Linked DNA regions of Ovis aries: region 1 is linked to region 2. The links are chromatin contacts, called in public Hi-C maps. All regions are on one chromosome and are shown on one strand. The core of a region is the stretch at or near the end of the contact, and the rest is flanking DNA. Distances in the headings are between cores, read along the strand shown. Region 1 has its middle 37 kb from the start of VCL. Region 2 overlaps CAMK2G (calcium/calmodulin dependent protein kinase II gamma).

Region 1 (7,069 bases), core at 2,318-4,817, 100 kb before region 2:
GAGCTAGAACAAATAATTTCACAATTTGTATAGAAATACAAAAAACCCTGAATAGACAAAGCAATCTTGAGAAAGAAGAATGCAACTGGAGGAATCAACCTGCCTGACTTCAGGCTCTACTACAAAGCCACAGTCATCAAGACAGTATGGTACTGGCACAAAGACAGAAATATAGATCAATGGAACAAATAGAAAGCCTGGAGATAAATCCATGCACCTATGGACACCTTATCTTTGACAAAGGAGGCAAGCATATACAATGGATTAAAGACAATCTCTTTAACAAGTGGTGCTGGAAAAACTGGTCAACCACTTGTAAAAGAATGAAACTAGAATACTTTCTGACACCATACACAAAAATAAACTCAAAATGGATTAAAGATCTAAACATAAGACCAGAAACTATAAAACTCCTAGAGGAGAACATAGGCAAAACACTCTCCAACATAAATCACAGCAGGATCCTCTATGACCCACCTCCCAGAATATTGGAAATAAAAGCAAAAATAAACAAATTGGACCTAATTAAACTTAAAAGCTTCTGCACAACAAAGGAAACTATAAGCAAGGTGAAAAGACAGCCTCAGAATGGGAGAAAATAATAGCAAATGAAGCAACTGACAAACAACTAATCTCAAAAATATACAGAAGCCCCCTTTTGACCCATTCCAGTCACTAATGGCTCAAGACCAATCCCTGTTCATAGATTAAAGGCATCTGTTAATTTTTCTTATTTTTTAACTCAACATATATGGAATTAGAAGTATGAATTCTTTTATGTCTGGTTTCTTCCACTTAATGTTATATTTATGATATTCATCCTTATTGTCATATGTAGTCACAGGTTATTATTCTCATTGTTGGATAGTGGATTATGTAAGTTCATCATGAACTATTTATCTATGCTATTATTGGTGGACATTTGAATTGTTCCAGATTTTTAGCTATTACAAATAGTGCTGTTCTGATTATTCTTGTATGTGTCTTTTGGTGAACATATGTATTTCTAGAAATGTAATTGCTAATCATAAGGTACACATATGTTCAACTTTGGCAGATATTGCCAAACAATTTTCCAAAGTATTGATAGTTGTACTGATTTACACCCCCATGAGCAATGAATGCAAGTTCCAGTTGCTCATAGTTTCATTAGCACTTAGTGTTGTCTATCTTCTTCATTTTAGCCATTTTGGTAGATGTGTACAGATATCATGTTGTACTTTTCATTTGCATTTTCCTATTGGTTAGTGAATTGAGTATCTTTTCATATATTTATTAGCCATTTGAATATTTTAGGGACTCAAAGATTTTTCCTGGTTATTAAAGTAATATGTGTTAATTGAAGAAGGTTTAGCAAATACAGAAAGGAATTATGGTAAATTTGTACTATGTCAATCTAGCTAAATTTTAAACTTAGCTCTAGCTAAATTTTAAACTATGTTTTTCAGAATTGCTTTCCTTGTCTGGTTCTGGGCTAGGATTAGCCACAAACACATTTGCATAAACTCAGAAGGTCTGTGTAGAATCAGGTGCTGTCATAATTCAAACACATTCTCACATCTGCTGGCTTACCTTGTTAGCCCCAGGTAGCCATTAGGCCCACAGTTCCTTCAGTTCCCACTAAATCTCATGTGAAGCTTTTTCAACTCCTGGGCCCAGTGTGTGTTGAGCTCTATGACAAAGGACCCAGTAAGAGATTGACAGAGCTTCCAATTCACCCTTGTGAGCACCATATATATATTTTTTTCCAAATTTGCTTTGCCTTTGCTCTCCCACAGTTCACATCTAGCTACTCTTCCTGACCACCTGCCCTCCTAACTTCAAGCCCAGCACCAGAAGCATACTCTACAGTCACACACAAGTTGTTTAACCAGCTCCCACAATTGCAAAATGTCAAGTCATTATAATAAACTCATTCTATGACATTCCTAGTAGTGTCTCTGACTAAACACTGGCTGATACAGACATTAAGAAAAAAACTAAATCCACCTGTAATCCCATACCCAGGGAGGACCTCTGTCAACATCTCAGTGTGTGTTCTTCTTGCCTGGAATATTTTAACTGAAGAGAACAAACCCCAGAGACATTAAGGATTCCTCAGGGTTTGGCTAGCTGATGGCTCAGCCTGGCCTTGAGAAGGCTGTTTTTGTCCCTGCTAATCTGGTGTTGCTTCCACTGCGTCTCAGAACCCCTTGAAAGCATTAGTTGCCCAGTCATGTCCTACTCTTTGCAACCATGGACTATAGCCCACTAGGCTCCTCTGTTCATGGAATTCTCCAGGCAAGAATACTGGAGTGGGTTGCCATGTCCTTCTCCAGGGGATCTTCCTGACCCAGGGATCAAACCTGGGTCCCCCGTATTACAGGCAGATTCTTTATCAGAACCTGTTAATAACCACTTACTCCTCCAGCTTTCCTAGGGGCCTCCTAGCTCTGAGCACAAACTCTGAGCCTGTGAGAGGAGCTTTTGAACACATTTCCCTGTGTTTTGAAGCCACCTGCTTTTATAGTTTCCCCATTTTGTTCCGATTGCAGGAGTTCTACCTTCCTGTTCCTCTTAAGAAAAAAAACAGTCTTCTGAGACTAGTCATTCTGTGTCATCTCCATCTGGAGAACTGACCAAGAAGTGATGGCCACCAGGGGGCCAGAGAGAGCCCAAAGGCCTCCCCCTCCTGCCAAACACAGCTCCCCAGATGTCAGTTAGAGATGTAGTCCTTTGATTTAAGCATTACTATCTTGAGTTCTCTTTTAAAACATAAGCACTCCTGAGAGAGGGTGCACCTGAAATCCTTAATTCTTCAGAATGAATTATTCCCCAGATGGTGAGTATTGGTATCATAAAAGCTTTGGTGAAGAACAGGCTGGTCAGAGAAGAGCCAAGGGAATGAGAAGTCAAAGACAAACTTTCCCTCCTTTGCAGTTTGTCCAAGGGCCTCCTGGGCTCTAAATTCTACAAGAACAAGAGTCAGTAGGGCTTTCCTGCTCAAGCCTGAAGCTTAGGCTTGCACTTTACTCCTTACCCGGAGGGCGGACTCACCAAGAGGACAGATTTGCTTCCCTGAGGAGAACAGAACCAGAGAGAAGCAACTAGAGGCAAAGAGCAACGCAGAAACTAATGATGATCAGAAGAAACTGGCGACACCCTCTCGCCCAGCATGACAGTTTTGCCTGGCTGGTTTCTTAAACAGGAACAAAAAGGGGATGTTGTGGTAAAGGTTTCTTGCTTTGTTTTGTTTTCTCTTCCAACGGCTATAGATAGTGTTGGCCTCTTTCCCTGTTTGCTCATGACACCACCTTCCTAAGTAGAGGGGACAGTTACCCCATAGGTTGATGGCTGAGCTGAGACCCACAGCCTGGAAGGGAGTCCCCAGCCCAAAGTGCAGGAGTGCCCAGGGGTAACTTTATCCTGGCAGAGCTACACAAGGAACTGAGTGTTTAGAATAACTTCAAGAAAGTCGTAGGCGTTTCCTCTGTCAGGGAAACAAGAAACCACAGGGAGATAATGGATAGCTATATTCAGGTCACAGATTATCAGCTGCCACTGCTGCTTCCTGTTCAGAACTCGATGAAGCATCTTTCTAGTCACTAGAGCCTCATGGGTTCTGCGAGCATGACAACATTCAGTGTTGTTAGGGCTTGGGAGCACTGCCTGGGGATCTGGCACAATCCAGTGGTGAAACTGTTTTTTGAGGGGTGAGGCTTCAGGGGCCTGTTCCTGGTTGGGTAAGTGGTGGATGAGGAAGCAACAGTGAGAATAACTTTTGCCAAACTCTTAGTTTTTTTTCCAGGCTCTTGGACTAAGAGAGTTTTGTGCATCATCTCATTCCACTCTTAAAACCACCTTAAGCAAAGAAGAGTTAGCAAGGATGTGGAATTAACCCTTTGTACACTGTTGGTGGTAATGCAAAATGGTATAGCCACTAATGGAAAGCAGTGTCAAAATTTCTCAACATTTAAAAGGGAACTGCTGTACGATCTAGCAATCCCACTCCTGGGTAGCTATCTAAAAGAATTAAAATCAGTATCTTGAAGAGATATTAGCACTCCCATGCTCACCCAACACTGTTCACAGTAGTCAAGTTGTGGAAACAATCTAAATGTGTATTAAAGGATAAATGGATTAGGAATATGTGGTATATATATGTACAATGAAATATTAGTAAGCCTTAAAAAAAAGGAAATCCTAAAAATATGCTACAACATGGTGGAGCCTTGAGGTCATTGTACCAGTGGTACCCAGCCTTTTTGGTACCAGGGGCTGACCTCATGGAAGACAACTTTTCCATGGACCAAGGGCGGGGAGGGGTTTGGTCTTGGGATGATTCAAGTGCGTTACATTTATTGTGTTCCTATGAGAATCTAATGCCACCACTGGTCTGACAGGAGGCAGAGCTCAGCCAGTAATGGGGAGTGGGCGTGACAAGCAATGCAGAGTGACTGTAAATACAGATGAAACTTCACTTTCTCATCCACCACTCACCTCACCTCCTGCTGTGCAGCCCAGTTCCTAACTGGCCACAGGCCAGGGTCCTTGGGGGTTGGGGACCCCTGCATTATACTAAAGGAAATAAGTCAGTTACAGAAGGACAAATACTATATGATTTTACTAATATAAGGAATTTAAATAGTCAAATTCACAGAAGCCAAAAGCAGAACATTGGTTGCCAAGGGAGAGAGAGAAATGAAGAGTTGCTAATCAATAGGTTTAAAGCTTCAGGAGTACAAAATGAATAAGTTCTACATCTGTTATATAGTGTTGTGACTGTAACTATATTATACTTTACACCTAAAAATCTCTTAAGAGAGTAGATCTCATATTAAGTGCTCTAATCACAGTAAAATAAAAATGTAAGAACCACCTTGTGTGAGAAGTACTATTGTTATCCCCATGTTATGGTTGAGACAAGGGAGTCATAAGTGTTAGCTAACTTGCCCAGAAGCCACAGTGGTAGAACTGGGAACTAGAATCAAGCCTTAAATTCTCTGTCTCTCTCTGTCTCTGTCATCTATCTGTCTCTTTCTCACATACACACATGCACAGAATACTTTATTACACTGTCACTTATATATACTTAACATGCATACACCTATGTGGCTGCCACCCAGATCAAGATTAAAACACTTTCATCCCTCTCACACTTTCCCTCATGTCGCTTTCCAGCAGATACCCATGCCCCATACATTTCAAGTAACCAGTAATCTGACTTCTATTCTCATAGATTTGGTTTATCTATTCTTGAACTCATATTAATAAAATCATGGTCTTGTATCTGGCTTCTTTTGCTCAACATAGTATGTCTAGGGTTTGTCCACGTTATCATTTGTATCAGCAGTTTCTTCCTTTTTATTGCTGAATAGGATATGATTTTATGAATATACCATTCAGTTTATTTATTTACCAACTTGTTGATGAACATTTACATTGTTTCTAGTTTTAGGTCATTTTGAATAATACTGTCATGAACACTTTTCTTAGGTAGGAATGTATTTAATTTTATTAAATAACTGCCAAATCATTAGTTGCTCCACATTCTTGTCAACACATGGAATTGTCAGTCTTTTCATTTTGCCATTAGAGTGAATGTGAGAATTAGCTGTTTCTGATTCCAGAGCCTACACAGCATCACCAAGCTCTGGATCTGAGCTACTGCTACATCCATGACTCTGGCTTCGGTGGGAACAAGAGGCCTAAGTACCACTTTCTTACATGCTGGCAGCAAGAGCGGAAAGTGGCTCCCCAGGACAGCTAGGTTCCAGGAAGCTGTCTCCTCCGTCGTTTCCAAGGGGTACCCAGCAACTTCCAGACTGAGTGTCCATGTGTCCTTTTCCAGGAAAATCCCTCTAGAAAGCTCTCCTACAGCTTCTGGTACAAGGATGTGCCAAGTGTGTGGTCACTGTGGCCAGACCCTACTGTGAGGTCGGCCCTGTTCTTCTTTGCTAACAAACTGGAGTGGTTCAAGCCAGAACATCAGAAGGCTCTCAAGGATAGGACCTGGCCCAGGAAGCCCTGTAGTCTGAAGCATGGAAGCCCTAGAACTATGATGCAGCTTGGCCTCCTACCCTAATGTGGCCTTGGGCATGTCATTTCTGTGACACAGTTTACTCAACTATTAAATGGGACGACAATGCCAGCTCTATAGCTCACACAATTTCTTCAAAGGCTTCTTATTTTCTGAGGGTGTCTTTCTCTGGCCCGTCTTCTCCCCATATCCCCTGTATTTCCACCATGCTGATCCAGTTAATATTTATGAGCAAGATAGCCTCTTAGACTTCTCTAGATTTTTATAAAAGGTGTTTTCATGTAAGATATCCTCTTTATCTGGAATACCCTTCCTCACCTTGTCCAACTGGCAAACACCTCCTCGTTCTTTAAGATTCAGCAGAAGTAGCATATCCTCTCTGAAACCCTCCCTGGCCATTCTATGGCTCTCCTGGCAGATGGGGGCCTGCCTAATACTTGGCATTATATATCCTCTCACACCACATTGCTTTTTAAAAAATTGATTAATTAATTTCACTGCTCCAGGTCTTAGTTATGGCATATGGGATCTAGTTCCCTGTCCAAGCATCGAACCCTAGCCCTCTATATTTGGAGCACAGTCTTAGCCACTGGACTACCAAGGAAGTCCCCACATTGCTTTCTTGTGAGTCTTCTCCACTAAACCATGAGCTCCTTAAGAAGAAAATGTTTTAGGGAATTTCCTGGTGGTTCAGTGGTTGGGGCTCCATGCTCTCACTATGAAGGGCCTGGGTTTGATTCCTGGTCAGGGAACTAAAATCCCACAATCTGGATAAGAATCTGCCTGCCAATTCAGGGGACACAGGTCCAATCCCTGGTCTGGAAAGATTCCACATGCCAAGGAATAACTAAGCCTGAGTGCGACAGCTGCTGAAGCCTGCACACACAGAGCCTGTGCTCCACCACAAAAGGAGCACCACAGTGAGAAGCCTGTGCACCCAGCTAGAGAGCAGCCCCCATTCTCTACAACTAGAGAAAGCCCATGTAGAGCAGCAAAGACCCAGCACAGGCATAAATAAATATATAAATATAGCAGTGTGTACATGTCCGA
Region 2 (6,788 bases), core at 1,535-4,034:
GTTGGGTCTCTGTGTCCTTGGTCTCACTGTTCTTCAACTTCAGTAGTAAGTCAGTCCTTCTTGGGCAGCTGGATCTTAGTATTCATTGGTCTCAAATAAAGCTAAGACTGTTTGAGTAAGTCAGTTATTTTCTCTTAACTGCCTGTACATTCATCTCTACCAGAGTATTAGGTAATCTACAAATTATAGACACAGAAATGTGCAGGGGGTGGGGAGGGCTCCCATTGTCCCAGGAAGAAGCTCCATTTCATTGAAGGATTGGTGTGTTCTGAGCTTGCAGACGAAGCACACGTAGAGTTGCCACGTCTGTAAAAGCCGCTGTGCAGTGTGGCTGTTGGTTGCTTGTTGGATGCTGCCTCCTCTGACCCTCTTTGTTGGTTGCAGTGTTACCGGCGGAGAGCTGTTTGAAGACATTGTGGCCAGGGAATACTACAGTGAAGCCGATGCCAGGTGAGATGAGGCCCTGAGGTGTAAGTGTGCCTCTTAACCATCTTAGGGGGCAGGGCATTGTGCCTGTTGGAACCGTCTTTGGGAGCGGTCAGAAGAGCTCTTACCTGGACAAAGATTCTGTAGGGTTGGATTCAGGCTACATTCCGTGGGCATGCTTAGAAGTTAATAATTCAGCACTCCCAGGTCAGTTTTCTGCAAAGCTCTTACAAATCTCTTTCACCCTGTCACACCAGAAATGCCTTTCCTTTGCCCCACTGTATACTCATGAGGGCCCTCCCCTATCTCCACTTTCTCCTTCTGACAAATTCTACTGCATACAAGGCATCCTGGGAATGATCCAGAGATGGGGAAAACATGGTTTGTGTCCCAAAGGAGTGTAAACGTCTGGGTTAATAATCCAACCAGGGAACCTCCTGGGAGATTTCAGCCACTATCACCTTGTGTCTCGACCACTAGGACCAGCTTTTCAGGTTGGAAAACCATTCCTCGGCCACACCCCTCAGCCCCCAGCCCTCTGAGAAACCCTGGCAGCTTCTCCACATGACACAGCAGAATTCCTCCCACACCACAGCTCTTGGGCACTTGTTTGGCCTGCCTTTCCTGCCCCGGCTCCTCCCCCACCCCAGATCTTTTCTGAGGGTGATGTCCTGACAACCTGATTTTGGGTGTCCTGCCTGCAGCCTTCTCAGGCATATGTGCCAGCTCTGGCTGCCTCTGGGGGCGTGGAGGGGGAAACAGCTTCCTCACAGATTTCTCAACCCTCAGAGGCCAACGTTCGCTGATCAGCTTCAGATGCTTCAGCCTCAGGAAAAATTCTCAAGTGGGAGATGAATTCCAGTGCCAGCAGGGGAGGACCAGGCTCTGGGGCGGTGGGGGGGAGGAGGCGGTGATAGCTCAGGGAGCCTGGCGGGGAGGAGGGGGAGCTGGGGCGGGTGACGGTACCAGTGGGCTTGGCCTGGCTCTGCTGGGACACTTCGCACTTTTGCCATTTTTGGCCAGAAGGCTCTCCCTGCTAGCTTGGCTCTGTTCTAATTATATATTTCTGTGGAGACTCGCCTCTTCAGCTCAGTCTTAAAGACTCTTCGGCCTACTCTTGGACCATGTCCTTATGGGGAGGCCTAAGCCTCAGCCTCCAGGAACCCAGCGAGACACTTTGGCTCTTGTGGAAGCCCCAGCCTCAGATTTCAGAGGAAGGAATACTGTCAGTCCAGGTTACTGACGTTCGGGCCGGATCATTTTTGGTCGTGAGGGCCCCTGTTGTGCGTTATAGGTTTAGAAGCATCCCTGGCCTCTATCTGCTAGATGCCAGTAGCACCCTCCCTCTCAGTGGTGACAACCAGCAGTGTCTCCAGGTGTTGCCAGATGTCCCCTGGGGGGCCGAAATCATCCTCTGGTTTTCTCCAGTGCCCTGGACTCCTGGTGCACTCCACTGGGAGTTGACCACAGGTGTGGAGGATGGTTTGGAAGGTGGGTGGCCTTTGAGAATTTGAGAATCAGCAGCCGAATGTGACTCTAGGCTGGTGTGTCTTTTCCTGTGCAAAAGCATGATGAGAAATGCTCCTTGGGGTGCCTCTTTGAAACTCTCTTAAGTGTCTTGTTTCTCGATGATGCCTGTGTACTCATTTCTCTCCCCTGCTAGATGATAAACTTCAGGGCAGGCACTGGGTCCCCTATACAGCTGGTGTGATACCCAGCCCAGTGCTTATAGGTGCTTGATAAATGTTTCCCTACCCCCAAAACAACTTGGGCTTGGTTGGACTATCCTTCCTTAGTTGCCACCACAAGCCTCTTCTCCAAGAACACAGTTACTATAGGGGGAAAGAGGAAGGAGGAAGGGGTTGGATGGTGTCTCTTTCTCAGGAGTCTGAGGTATTCTTCCTTGGAAACAAATTGGATATGTTGAGCCTTCACAATCTAAGGAGGCTTGGTGGACCCTGTTCTAGTCTGTCCTCTGCTGTTATCTAGTGGAAGACCCTGGACAAACCACTTAGTCTGCTTGGGCCTCAGTTTCCTCTTTGGTAAAGTAGGTTGAACAGATGGTGTCCAAAGTCCGAGGTTTTAGCTCCTCATTCAGTGATTCTGTGTGAATCCGTTAGCCAGAGTTAAGTGCTTTAGTCTACAGCATGTCGTCGTGGATGGTTTTACCCTGCACTGACCTTTCTTTTCGTGCTTTTGCAGCCACTGTATACATCAGATTCTGGAGAGTGTTAACCACATCCACCAGCATGACATCGTCCACCGGGACCTGAAGGTACTTTTCTGCCCGGCTCCCCTCTGCCTCTTGTTTGTGAACCACTGGCGCCACCTGGCGCCAGATGATAGTACTGCATGGTCCCAAGCTAAGCTCCCTTTGGGCTGTGGGATTGGTGCCTCACGAGGCTCTCTGTCTTCCTTATACAGCCTGAGAACCTGCTGCTGGCGAGTAAATGCAAGGGTGCTGCTGTCAAGCTGGCTGATTTTGGCCTAGCCATCGAAGTACAGGGAGAGCAACAGGCTTGGTTTGGTAAGAGTGACCCTGTCTTCCTGGAATGCAGCTCCCGCCCTTCCTCCTCTTCCTGATCTGCCTTCCTCTTTCAGAACTACAGGCCAGACCCTTAATGGTCCTGGCCTCCTCAGAGACTGGAGGAAGGGCGGGCACAGAGTTCCCCCTGGCCCTCCGTGACTCAGTACAGTGAGACTAGCTGCTGTCAGCACTGCGTTTTTGCTGCCTCCGGGGACAATGGAAGTTCCTTTAAGGCACATGTATTCGCCCTCTGGTTTAGATTCCGGGCACTGCAAGAAGCCCAGCCCGTCGTCTCTTGCTGCCCAGGTGCTGAGAGCTTATGTAGCCAAATCAACAGGAGTAAGAAGGGACTTGGGGAAAACTGCTGATGTGGATTTAATGAGAGAGAAAGTGGGTTCAGTGTGCCTCCGCTCTCTCTTCCGCTACAGGTTTTGCTGGCACCCCAGGTTACTTGTCCCCTGAGGTCTTGAGGAAAGATCCCTATGGAAAACCTGTGGATATCTGGGCCTGCGGTAAGCCCATTCCACACACTCAGCTTTTTGGTGTTAAGGGCGCTCAGCTTCCAGCGATGACAAGAAACAGGCATTGCTATTCCCTGCGGGTCCCACAGGCATCTGGTATATGTGAAGTCACAGCATTTGCTCTGGTGTCCCCCGGGATGGCTGTTCCCTTCACAACCTCCTCCCCAGCTTCCTAGAAGATGATGTCTCCTTCTCAAAAGAGGGATTTACCCATGCCTTAGTGGGTGGGTTGTGCCTGAAGAAATCCCAGACATGGCGTGGTTATGTGGGGTGTGAAGCACAGTGGCACAGCATTGTCGGCTGCCATCCACCTCTCTCTCTGGGATGGTCCTTGACTTTCTGGGTGGCTCGGAGCCCCATGTGGCTTTTCTTGGTTCTTCAGCAAAGCAGGTGACTGACCCCAGTGACCTGTGTTCTGTCTTGTAGGGGTCATCCTGTATATCCTCCTGGTGGGCTACCCTCCTTTCTGGGATGAGGATCAGCACAAGCTGTATCAGCAGATCAAGGCTGGAGCCTATGATGTAAGGACAAGTTTGTTCCTGCCCCACTGTCTAGGGGAAGGGGGTGTGCTGAGTGTGTTGCAGGGTGTGGGGAGTTAGGGATTTTGAGGACCATATAGGCCTCAATTCTTGTCACCACCTGTCCCAGGGAGCAACTTTTTTGCACAGCCATTGTTGGTGGCTGCAGAATCAGGGAGTCTACTAAAGCCCTTTGTTCTGTTATTTGCAAAGAATGGTGTGGCTGTGTAGTGTGCCGTGTGACATAGAGATGAGAAGTATGGCGGCTCCTCCCACTGCGGTGGGGCCTTGGGCACAGTGTTGAGCAGCAGGTTCCTCCTTGTAGGGAGATGGAGTTGAACCAGATGTCAGGGTCCCCTGATATGATATTCTGGCATTCTAACCATGATTGTTCTGTTTTTCTTTCCCAATCTTTAAGTTGACTCCTGGGATACCCAGTGCTTAGCCCACTTCATGCTAGGCAGCTTTCGATAGTTAACCCTGGTTACAGGGGGTATAAGGTGCACAGATTTTATATCCCTCCTTCTCCTGTTCCCACTTCTTAGTTCCCATCACCAGAGTGGGACACAGTGACTCCAGAAGCCAAGAACTTGATCAACCAGATGCTGACCATAAACCCTGCAAAGCGTATTACAGCTGACCAGGCTCTCAAGCACCCATGGGTCTGCGTAAGTGTCTTCTCCTGAGGTCAAGGAGATCCAGGATATCAGCTCTCAATGTGCTCATAGCACTGTCTTTACCCTCCTTCTTGTGACTAGAGAATAATCACGTGGGGCCTTGAGCTAAGACGGTGCAGAGGGGACAGGGGACTGGGTGGAGCCCAGGGGCAGCAAATGTCACCAAGAGAAGCCAGGGAAGCTATTGTGACTAACTGACCTCTCCCTGACCTTCCCCACTCATTTGGCAGGTATGACTTAGTTTTGCTGTTGAATGAGGGCTTAGGTTGACCCTTGCAGACTCTAGTTGATGACAGAAAGCAACCAGCAGAACTCAAAAGTAAATTGCCATGCCTAGAGTGCATATCCAGATTCCAAATAAGACAACTCTAATGGGAAGGTGACGAGACCCAACAAATAAACAAAAGGGGCCTGTGAGCAATGAAAAAGAGCTCCTGAAGTTCAGTCACAAAGCTCATCCTAGAAGAGCCCCCAGGCTATCGATGTGGGTCATCATCATGCTCTGTTTTTGTGTAAGCTTCTATCTGGCTGCAATATCTTTTTTCAAACAGGGTCTGCTATAGTCAGGCCTCCTGACAACCATGATGCATGTATTCATTTGTTCTTTTCCATGTTTACTGAATGCCTCTTTGGTGCTGGTCCCTGTGTGCTGGAGATACAAAGATGAATAAGGCCTGCTGCCTTCCCCCACAGATCTCAGAGATGATCTGGGGAGACAGGCACTCAAGCAGGCAACCAGTCTGCAATGTGACAAGTACGTAAAAAAAACCTAACGAGTGTATAGGAGCCCCTGCCATCTCTGGTGGGCAGTGGGATTGCTGAAGGTGTGGAGGAGGTGAGCTCTGTCCTGGTTCTTAGTAGATTACTGGAAGTTCCCCAGGATGATAACCTGCAGACTGAGCTTAGCACGGGCTAAGGTGAGAGGCCATGGGGAATTACGGCAAGATTAAGGAATGTTAAGCAGTTTGGTTGTAGATGAAGGTAAGGCTGCAGGAATATAAGAGAACGAAGCCAAAAACGATTCCAGTGACATACAAGTTTCTGCCTAAGGAGTTTCGGTGTTACTCTAAAAGCGTAGGGAACCATTTAAGAGTTTCAAAGAGGGAATGAAATACGCAATTAAGAAAGATCGCTTTGGAAGCTGTGTAGAAAATGGAATTGAAGAGGCAGGGGCAGAGAGAGCTAAGGAAGCTGTTGTGGTTGTCTAAGCAAGGCCAGACAACGTTTCAGCTGAGGGTAATGATAGGATAGGTGGTGTGGCAAGGAGTGGACACATTTGAGAGACAAAATAAGAAGGACTCTGTGACCAACTGGATTTGGAAAGTGAAGGTCTTTTGAGAGAGAGATCTGTGGGAATTGCCAGGTTTTGAGTTGGTAACTGAGTTGGAGGGTTGTACCATTCACTGACCCAGAGGAAACCTAGAGGAGGAACCCTTTTATGAGAAAAGATGATGATTTTAGTTTCATACATGTTAAGTATGAGGGCCTCCAGCTGGAGATATCTCGTGGGGAGTTAGAAGTATGGAGAAGTTAAAAATCAGAAATACAGGTTGTGGTCATTTCTGTATGGATGGTGTTGGGGCTATAGAAATAGATGGGATTGGTTCTCTGCTAGTTGACTCCTTACTGTGAGCTGTTGTAAGAGAAGATACGGCCACCAGCATTTAGTGGCCCGGAGAGGAGCCAGCAAAGGGGGCTGCGAATGAGAATGTCCATGGCGGGAGGAAGATCAGGAGATCCTAAGAAACATGAGGTCTCAGGAAGGGAGGGTCTGTAATCAGATGCTTCAGAAAGTCCATGATAAAGATGGAAGAGAGCCTGTTGGCTGTGACCAATTAAAACCATTGTTTCATTATTTCACTGAAAGAGGCAGTGGAGGCAGAGAGACCAGTGATACTGCTTAGAGAAGATGGATGAGTCGGGAATTTTTAAAATCTTGCAATTGATTATATTGTGTTGACTGCAGAGAAGAATATGATGCAGAATAAAGGGTTAAAAATATTGGCTAAATTTTGGCTCAATGAGACCTGTAGAAGGTGTCCTATCTACTAATCTGGAAGATAATTTGACTTGTTTTGTATAAAAAACAAGATATATATATAGGCTAATTGAAGAACCA

The links. A called contact is a pair of places that touch in the nucleus more often than the background predicts.
Region 1: a contact with region 2 is called in a Hi-C map of liver, with 2.7 times the contacts expected there. The contact joins two enhancer-like sites. A contact is called at or near these places in 4 of 16 Hi-C or Micro-C datasets (blood, liver and tail adipose tissue).

The regions. Positions count from the first base shown.
Region 1 is chr25:29,054,764-29,061,832 of ARS-UI_Ramb_v3.0, reverse strand. No RefSeq gene overlaps it. Among named protein-coding and RNA genes, the nearest start is that of VCL, 37 kb to the left of the region's middle. Within about 2 kb of position 3,567, at least 16 of the 54 cell types and tissues checked have an H3K27ac peak or open chromatin away from gene starts, as enhancers often do. A contact at or near this core is called in liver, where this site is marked.
Region 2 is chr25:28,951,032-28,957,819 of ARS-UI_Ramb_v3.0, reverse strand. It overlaps CAMK2G (calcium/calmodulin dependent protein kinase II gamma), which reads left to right. Exons shown (of 21, transcript XR_009598544.1): 5 at 385-450; 6 at 2,629-2,701; 7 at 2,851-2,953; 8 at 3,382-3,465; 9 at 3,901-3,995; 10 at 4,538-4,660. Among named protein-coding and RNA genes, the nearest start is that of CAMK2G, 24 kb to the left of the region's middle. Within about 2 kb of position 2,784, at least 21 of the 54 cell types and tissues checked have an H3K27ac peak or open chromatin away from gene starts, as enhancers often do. A contact at or near this core is called in liver, where this site is marked.